Linked DNA regions of Mus musculus: region 2 is linked to region 1. A link is a contact called in public promoter capture Hi-C data. All regions are on one chromosome and are shown on one strand. Each heading gives the region's core, a stretch centred on a gene start, on an enhancer-like site or on the middle of the called end of the contact. The rest is flanking DNA. Distances are from core to core; before and after follow the strand shown. Region 1 holds the start of Sgf29 (SAGA complex associated factor 29). Region 2 holds the start of Sez6l2 (seizure related 6 homolog like 2).

Region 1 (4,055 bases), core at 190-2,689:
GATCCCATTACAGATGGTTGTGAGTCACCATGTGGTTGCTGGGAATTGAACTTAGGACCTCTGGAAGAGCAGTCAGTGCTCTTAACTGCTGAGCCATCTCTCCAGCCCCCTTCCTTCCTTTGGATCCCTCCACACCACATGGCATGCTGTTTGGCTTTAAGGCTGACATCCTTCTGCCTATTACTGCCTACTGCCTAGCAGTAATAAATAAAAGAAATCCATTTCATCTAAATTTGAATTGAGCCTAAGATTTGGTCTTTCCCTGTGGATTCTAACACCACAACATTATACTGATCTACAAGATGTAAATTTGAGGGCCAGTGAGATAGCTCAGCAGATTCAAGTGCTTGTGCCAAGCCTGATACCCCGAGTTCCATCCTAGAAGCCTACATGATGGAAGGAGAGAACTCCTGAAAGCTGTCAATTGACCTCCACAAAAGTGCCATGGAATGAACATGCCTGCCTTCACACACACCAAATATTTTTACAAGATAGAAACGAGAGCACCAAAATAAATTTTATTTTTATTTAAAGTGTGAAATAGACAATGTCCAAGGAGGGAACAGAAAGAAAGGCAAGATGAAGAAGGGTTTATGTATTTTGATGGTACAACCGTTAAAGATGAAGCAATGGAAGCAGGAGTTCTTTAGAGGAGAACCGAGGCAATGAAAGAGGATGCTACCAATCCTGTATCACTGAACTTCGGAATCCAGAAGTCAAGGTGGCTTTGTTAGAGCTGTTTCTGTGAAACAGCATGAGTCAAAGCCTCCCTAGAGAAAGCTGAACATTGACAGGTAGGGGAAGGTGCTGATGAGTAGACGCAGACGTCCTAGGATACATGTGTCAGCCAACACAAGAGTGAGCTGGAGAGTGGATGAAGTTACTGTTGTGAAAATGGACACCTTTAGAGCATGTGCAGTCTGTAATCTCAGCACTCGGGATTGGGGGAGGAGGACTGCGATCTCACGGCCAGGTTGGGCTACCAAAAACTAAGCTTTTGAGAAAGTAGTAAAATGTGCTGATGTCTGGGACTCACATCAGCTGCCGGCATCTAGACTAGCCAGCTCCAGCCGCTTCCCACCTCTTCAGAGAGGTAGGGCGCACGCGCAAGCCCCAGGGCGCCGGCTCCCACAGCCCCGCCCCCTTCCCGTCCAGGGCGCGTGCGCGTCTCCTCAGACGCCGCCTCGGCGAGCCGGGCGCCGGGCAGGAACGCTGGCCTTTCGTTCCCGCGCTGCTTGGAGGTACCTTGCCATGGCCCCGTCCCACCTACCGAGCACAGGAAGAAACAGCACGTCGCGCTGGTAACTGCGATGGCGGGAACAGGCGAATCCCTGGAACGTTTCCTCACAGGGTAGTCTCGCACTTGCGTTCGAAGGTTCGCGGCGCGTCAAGAACCACACACGCTGTTTCTCTTATGAGCGCGGTCGAGCGCGGAGGACTCCTCTGCGCATGCCGGGTACTTCTCTGTGACGTGCTGCATTGCACTCTGGGAAACGTAGTTCTTACTTCGACACCTGTGCTTTGATGTACTTAATCATGATTTAATAGATCAGAGTCAAAGGAACAGAAAAGCATGCGTGAAGCCTCGCTTCGCATGTGAAAGGTGATGGGAGCGGATCCTCTGCACCAGAAGAAAACAACAACAAAACCACATCAGATTGTTGGGGATGAGGAGGGAGGGCCCCAGGACGCAGATGAGAACTCTGTACTTTAAGCTGAAATTTGCCGTGAATTTAAAATGTATCTGAAAATATTTTTAAATTCCAAATAAGCAGTTTTAGGTTTAGTACTTGTATTTTACAGAATCTTCCCAGCAAATAAAAGATTTGGACATGCAAACATTTAGCTACATCTTTGGATACCTACCCTGTGGATGCCTGCCCAGTTAGTGCAGTGGTAGGACACTTGCTTAGCATGGTCCCGGGCTCAGTCCCTAGGGACTGCTCCCACCCTAACTATCCTAATATTTCGTACATAACACCTAAAAAAATCAATATGGTTTGGTGGTTAAGAGCAAGTACTGCTCAATCGTGAAGACCAGAATTAGAATGCCAGCACTTGGGTCAGCTGGCTCAGACTGCCTGTAACTCCAGCTCCAAGGGATCTAATGCCCTCTTTTGGCCTCTGAGGGCACTGCACAGGTGCACATACACATATACATACGCCTGGACATAGAATAAAAATATTTTTGAAAATCTTTTAAAGTTTATAATTACATATTGTTATTCTCTGATAGAATTACAAATGCTATAAGGTCAAGATCATTAGACATTCCCAGTACATAGCACTGTGCCTGGCATACAACAAGCTATCAGATATTTTTCTATTAGGAAACCTTACATTTTAACACTGAAACTATTTTAGCCCCTAGACTAGCAAAGAAATTAATGTATATATATATATATATATATATATATATATATATATATATATATATATATATATGTGTGTGTGTGTGTGTGTGTGTGTGTATACATATATATATATATGTGTGTGTGTGTGTGTGTGTGTGTGTGTGTATGTATATGAATGAGTCTGGGGAGATGCCGAGCAATCAAAAACATGTACTGCTTTTGCAAAGAGCCCGTGTTCAGTTCCCAGTGCCTACAGTAGTGGCTTATAACGATCTGCAATTCCAGCCCCAAGGGTACTGATGTGCTGTCCTCTGGCACCTGCACTCACGTGCACATACCCACACGGAGACACATACTTTTTACAGTTTGAAAAAATAATTTTCTTTCATTGAATCTGTATGTCTAGTCAGTTGTCCTGGTTAATTTTAACAACTTGACAGGGCCTAGAGCCACTGGACAATGCAGTCTTCACTGAGGAATTTCCCAGACAGACCTAGCTATAGGGAATTGTCTAATGGATTATATAGGATTATAGGAGTGCACTACCACGTTACCATGTTAATTCATACAGAAGGCCCAGCCACTGTAGGTAGCACCGTTCTCTGGGAAGGTGATCTTGGACTACATGGAAAAGCTAGTGGCATTTAGAAGACAGAGACAGGTAGATGTCTATGAATGAGGCTAGCTTGTTCTATATAGGGAGTTCAAGACACCAGTGAGACTAGTCTAGGAAGAAAGAAAGAGAGAAAGAAAGAAAAAGGAAGGAAGGAAAGAAGCTAGCCAGGCATGGTGGCACATGCCTTTGATTCCAGTGCTCAGGAAGGAGAGGTGGATTTCTATGACTTTGAGGCCAGCCTGGTCTACAACTCGAGTCCAGGACAGCCAAGGCTATCACACAGAGAAACAGTGTCTTGTTGTTGTTGTTACAAGTGGCAGGGGGCATCAAGACAGGGTTTCTCAGTGTAGTCTTGCCTGTCCTGGAACTCACTCTGCAGACCAGGCTATCCTTGAACACATAGAGATCCACCTGCCTCTGCCTCCCAAGTGCTGGGATTAAAGGTGTCCATCACCACTTGTAGTTCTTATCAAGGTGCAGTGAATGGCTCTATCACCCATCCTGTTTCAGTTCTACATCTGTGAGTTTGGGAAAATCATATTATGAAGAATTCCAGAGTCAAGTGTGATAGCTCACTCCCCAGCACTCAAGAGGCAGAGGCAGGAGGATATCTGTGAGTTTGAGGCCAGCCTGGTTATTCAGAGAGCTCCAGGACACCCTGGATATCCTAGAAAAGCAGGATACACTGGCTCAAACAATTACACAGTTTTTACGGTTTGGTATAGCAGGCCTTTCCACCTGCCAGTGGTATAAGTAATAACACAGAGGCTTTTTAATATTTTAAAGTTTAGGCCTTTTAGCTAGAGCAGTCCTCCAGCAAGCCATGTAGTTTATTTAACCCTACTAACCCTGGAACTCTGTCCTGACACCTGGCTAGCTCTGCCTCTCTGTTCTACTCTGATTTGTCCATTTACCTTTGTATACCTCTCGATTCTCAATTCTTTTCTCAGTGCCTCTGTGTCTGTCTCTGCCTCTGTCTGTCCCTCCCTCTCCCCACCCCTCCCTCTCTCTCTTTTTCTCTCTCAGAAGTTTCACCCTTTGCTTCCTGCCAGCAATTGGCCTGCCATCAGCTCTTTATTACAGGC
Region 2 (3,927 bases), core at 887-3,386, 300 kb before region 1:
GGCTCCATTTCCCCTACCCACACAGGCTCCCCACATTCTCTCAAGATTTTGTAGCTAAAACTCCCTTTTTCTTTTTCACCACCGTCTTAACGGCCCCCTTGAGCCTCTCCCCACCCCCAGTTCTGGCTCTCACTCCTGCCTTCTCTCTCTCTCTCTCTCTCTCTCTCTCTCTCTCTCTCTCTCTCTCTCTCCTCTCTGTTTAGCTCTCTCTGGAGCTTTTTTATGCTTAGCATTCTTATTGCTCTCTGGTTTTATGATCCTAGTTTTATGATCTGGTTTTATATCTCTCTCTGTCTCGCCATTTTTGTGACTCTGGTTGTCTGAATTCACATTTTTCTCTCTGTATACATGACCTCTTGACTGTTCCTCATTTTGTCCCTGTCTCTGGTTCTGTCGAGGGCCAGCTTTGACTCTTTCTCAGCTTCCTAGGGGGTCTCTCCCACAGAACTCTCTCTAACCCGCCTTCCCTCTAGCCAGGCACTCCAGCTCTCAGCGACATAGCCTCTCTCTCTACTCCTATGCCACACTGTGGGCCTCACCCGGCAAGAAGCCGATCTCTGGGCCCTTCCGCAGCAAAGCCCCATGGAGCAGCTCAGCCAGGTCCTCAGAGGCCACTGTGGGAGTCTCACTTCCAGGCTCTGGCATCATCTCATCCTCCTTCAGGGGCAGACCTAGGAGGTGAAGTCCTGTGAACCTCTCCATTCCTCTACATCCTGTCCTTATCTGGAGAGATGCTCCCCAGAGCACATCTTATCGGACACTCAGGGAGTCCCAGGCTGGGTTGAGAGCCAAGATCAGAGGAGTGGCTCCAATCTGCCCTCTCCCTCACTGAGTTCCAGCTCCTGGTCTCTGGGCCTTCAGTGAGAACCTTAATTAGTACTAACCCTGGACAGCTCTAGCAGGGTGTGCTTTGGGACTGCTTTCTATTCCTCCCCAGTGAAATACTCCCCTGATCCCTAAACTCTGAGGAGAGTCTGACAGCATCTCCCAGACTGCTTCCGCAGTGCCAGCTTTCTCTCAGGGTTTTTGCCTCTGCAGACTCTCTCTCTCTCTCTCTCTCTCTCTCTCTCTCTCTCTCTCTCTCTCTCTCTCTCTGCAGTCTTTGCAGCCTCTGTGCCTTCTCTAGACTCTGGTTGGGGATCAGAGTAGAGTCAGGGATTGAATATCCCTGATTGTGTTCATCTGCCTTTGTCCATATGTCCAAGAACATTTGTGTGTACAGCGCCTGGCATCTCTCCCAGTACCTCCATCTCCCACCCAGGTACCCTGCCTGCTTCTACCGCCTCCGCAGAAATCCACCCAACTTCCCTCAGCTCTTCTTCCCGAATTTTAACCCCTAAGATACAACTAAATGCTCTTCTTATTCATTTCTCTATCTCCTTAAAATTAGGAGTTCAAGGGCTCCGTGTAACAGTCAAAGAGCCTTGGCTTGCCCCTTCCCAGTCAACTGTGCCCCTCCCCTCCCCCACAAGCTCGGAAGACTCAATATCTTCAGAGAAAGAAGGTAGAAGACCCGCGAGAACCTTCCCAGGGCCCACCCCCACATGTCCTTACCCTCAATCCAGGCACAGCTCAGCAGAATTAGGAGCAGCAGCTGGGAAGGCGGCGGGTGCTGGGCCTTGGGAGTCCCCATGGCGACTCACACTAATTTCTCTCCTCTGTGGCTCTTCTGAATAATCTCGCTGTCACTTTCCCTCTGCGTCCTTTTATCTTTTCCTTTAATTTTGCTTTCCTGCTAAGGGTCGGCAAAGGAAGGCAAATTTTCTTCCTTTGGGATGGAGAAGCAGAATTGGCCTAGAGGTTGCTTGGAGTCCGCCCCCTTTTGCTCAATCTTTATCCTTTGCTCTGCGATCTATGGCAAAGGGGGGCGCGGCTCCCGCTGCGGGGGGTGGGGCCGAGAGGGCCGAAGGTTATCCCCTTGTTCGGGAGCTTGGGCCCATCGGGATGGATAGATAGATAGCCGGGGAAAGTGGGAGGGGAAAGGCAGCTTCCGAGGGTCCAGGGTGGGCTTGAGGATCCAGAGGGCCCTTATGAGGTTCAACCGGGGCTTATCTCGGAGAGGAAGAGGGAAAGGGTTGCGGAACCAGGGAAGCTGAAGCTCGGCCACTGGAGCTGCGGGAGGGAGAAGCTGAGAAAGGTGTCAAGCCCACGTCAGATCCTGGGGACGGGTGAAAGGAGGGGCCTGGGATTTATTCTCTGACGAGGGAGGAGGAGGAAGTGCAGATGGAGGAAGGAGGGATGCCGAGCCAGGACTGCACTTCCCGAGGCCCCTAGGGGAGAGGAAGGAAACTCTGGTCCCAGTAGTAATTAGGTTCCCTCCCGGCGCCATTCCAGAACATCTGGTATCTGCACCTGGTCTTCCTAAGGTGTCAAGAGTAGGCACAGCTTGGTTCACGTCTTCCTGGCCTGTCCAGTATGTCCTCTGTCCACACCCGGACCTCCCCGCGGGCCTTCACTATGCCCTTTATGGAAGCTCAGGTGGGATGGGCTCGCCCCTCCCGCAGGAAAATGGGGAGTATCCAGGTTTGTAAGGAGCCTGATGGGTATGTGTTGAGACTCCCTTCTCTAGCAGGCGACCTGACAGAGACCTGCAGCCTAGCGGCTACCACCCGTGATCTACTGGCTCTGCCACTGAGCAAGCGAGTGCCCTTTCAGCACCTGGGCGCGAGGACAGCTCCCGGCCCCGCCTGCACGGGCGGCCTTGAAGCCACTGATTGGCTGAAGCCGCTTTCGCGAACCCGCGTCTTGCTCTGTGCTGGCTCTGGCGTAGCCAAGCCAGGGGAAAGGGGAGTCACAGGCCGACCTCTCCAGGGACCCGCAGGCCCACGGCCGGACTCGCAGTTCCAGAGCACCGGCCTCACGAGCGGGTCAGGGCTCTCGCCCCGCCCCCGAGTCTGCCCTGCCCTTCTTTTCGCATTGCGGGGCGGCTAGAGGTTGGCACTGTGTCCCTGTACCCCACGTGGCGCTCGGTCAGGGCTGGGGGAGGGGGTCTGGAGCGGCAAATCCAGAGAGAAGTCTCCCCCCACCCCCCTTGCAGGGCTGGGCTGCGGCTGCCTCTGGGAGGGGTCCTGGGTAGCTAAACAGAGAGGGTTGCGGGAAGGAGTGACGTCAGGGTGAGTGGGCGCCCAAGAAGGGGTGTGTAGGAGGTCGGGAATCGGAGAGGACAGACCCGACCCTTTCGAGGGAGAAGACAGGTCAAGGAGAGAGGAAAGAGAAAGAGCCGCTATAGAGTGGGGCTGCGGGCCAGGTGGAGTAGGAACCGCTGTTGTCAGGGGAAGCTAGAAGAAAAAGAAGGGGTCGATAAGGAAAGGGGGGCTGGAGTGGAGGGAGGAGAAACCAGCTGAGACTGGGAGACTGAGGGTGGAGAGAGGAAAGGAAGAGGAGACTGCGGGAAGGGGAAAGGAGAGAGGAACCACAGAAGGAAGAGAGAACAAGAGTGATCTCCGAGTGGAGACAAATAGAAAAGGAAGGGGAGAAAGAAAGAGGGAAGTGAGGGGAAGGTTTGTTGGGGGGCCTGTAGGAGGAGTGAACAGGAGTGGGGATGTGGAAGGGAGGGAATCAGGAAGCAGTCATCGAGGGGTCAGGTGGAGAACTGGGGGTACCAGGGAGCTGGGGTCTGCAAGATGCAGCTTGCCACTTAGCCAGGGCCTCTTTGCCTATCATGTTTCCATGGCCACTGCCTCTAGGCTCCTCAGCCCTTACTATGCTCCTCGGAGCCCTCACTTCTCTGTTCCTTTGGTATTGCTACCGACTGGGTTCCCAAGACATGCAGGCCCTGGGGACCGGGAGCCGAGCTGGGGGTGTTAGTGGTATGCCTGATGTATGTTCTCAGACTGGCCCAAGGGGCCTTGGGGATTCTGGAGAAGGACCCAGGGCAGAAGGTCTAGTGAGCAGGCGGCTTCGGGCCTATGCCAGGCGTTACTCCTG

What was found. Capture Hi-C pulls out chosen DNA fragments and counts their contacts.
Region 2: a contact with region 1 is called in a promoter capture Hi-C map of pancreatic islet. The contact joins the promoter of Sez6l2 here to the promoter of Sgf29 in region 1. A contact is called at or near these places in 1 of 39 promoter capture datasets (second pharyngeal arch cranial neural crest) and 3 of 9 other capture datasets (adipose tissue, liver and pancreatic islet).

What each region holds. Positions count from the first base shown.
Region 1 is chr7:126,646,693-126,650,747 of GRCm38.p6, reverse strand. It overlaps Sgf29 (SAGA complex associated factor 29), which reads right to left and starts at 1,439. Exons shown (of 10, transcript NM_029339.3): 1 at 1,271-1,439.
Region 2 is chr7:126,948,744-126,952,670 of GRCm38.p6, reverse strand. Sez6l2 (seizure related 6 homolog like 2) reads right to left here and starts at 2,136. Exons shown (of 18, transcript NM_144926.5): 1 at 1,555-2,136; 2 at 540-671. The coding sequence starts at 1,633. Asphd1 (aspartate beta-hydroxylase domain containing 1) reads left to right here and starts at 3,512. Exons shown (of 3, transcript NM_001347657.2): 1 at 3,512-3,927. The coding sequence starts at 3,542.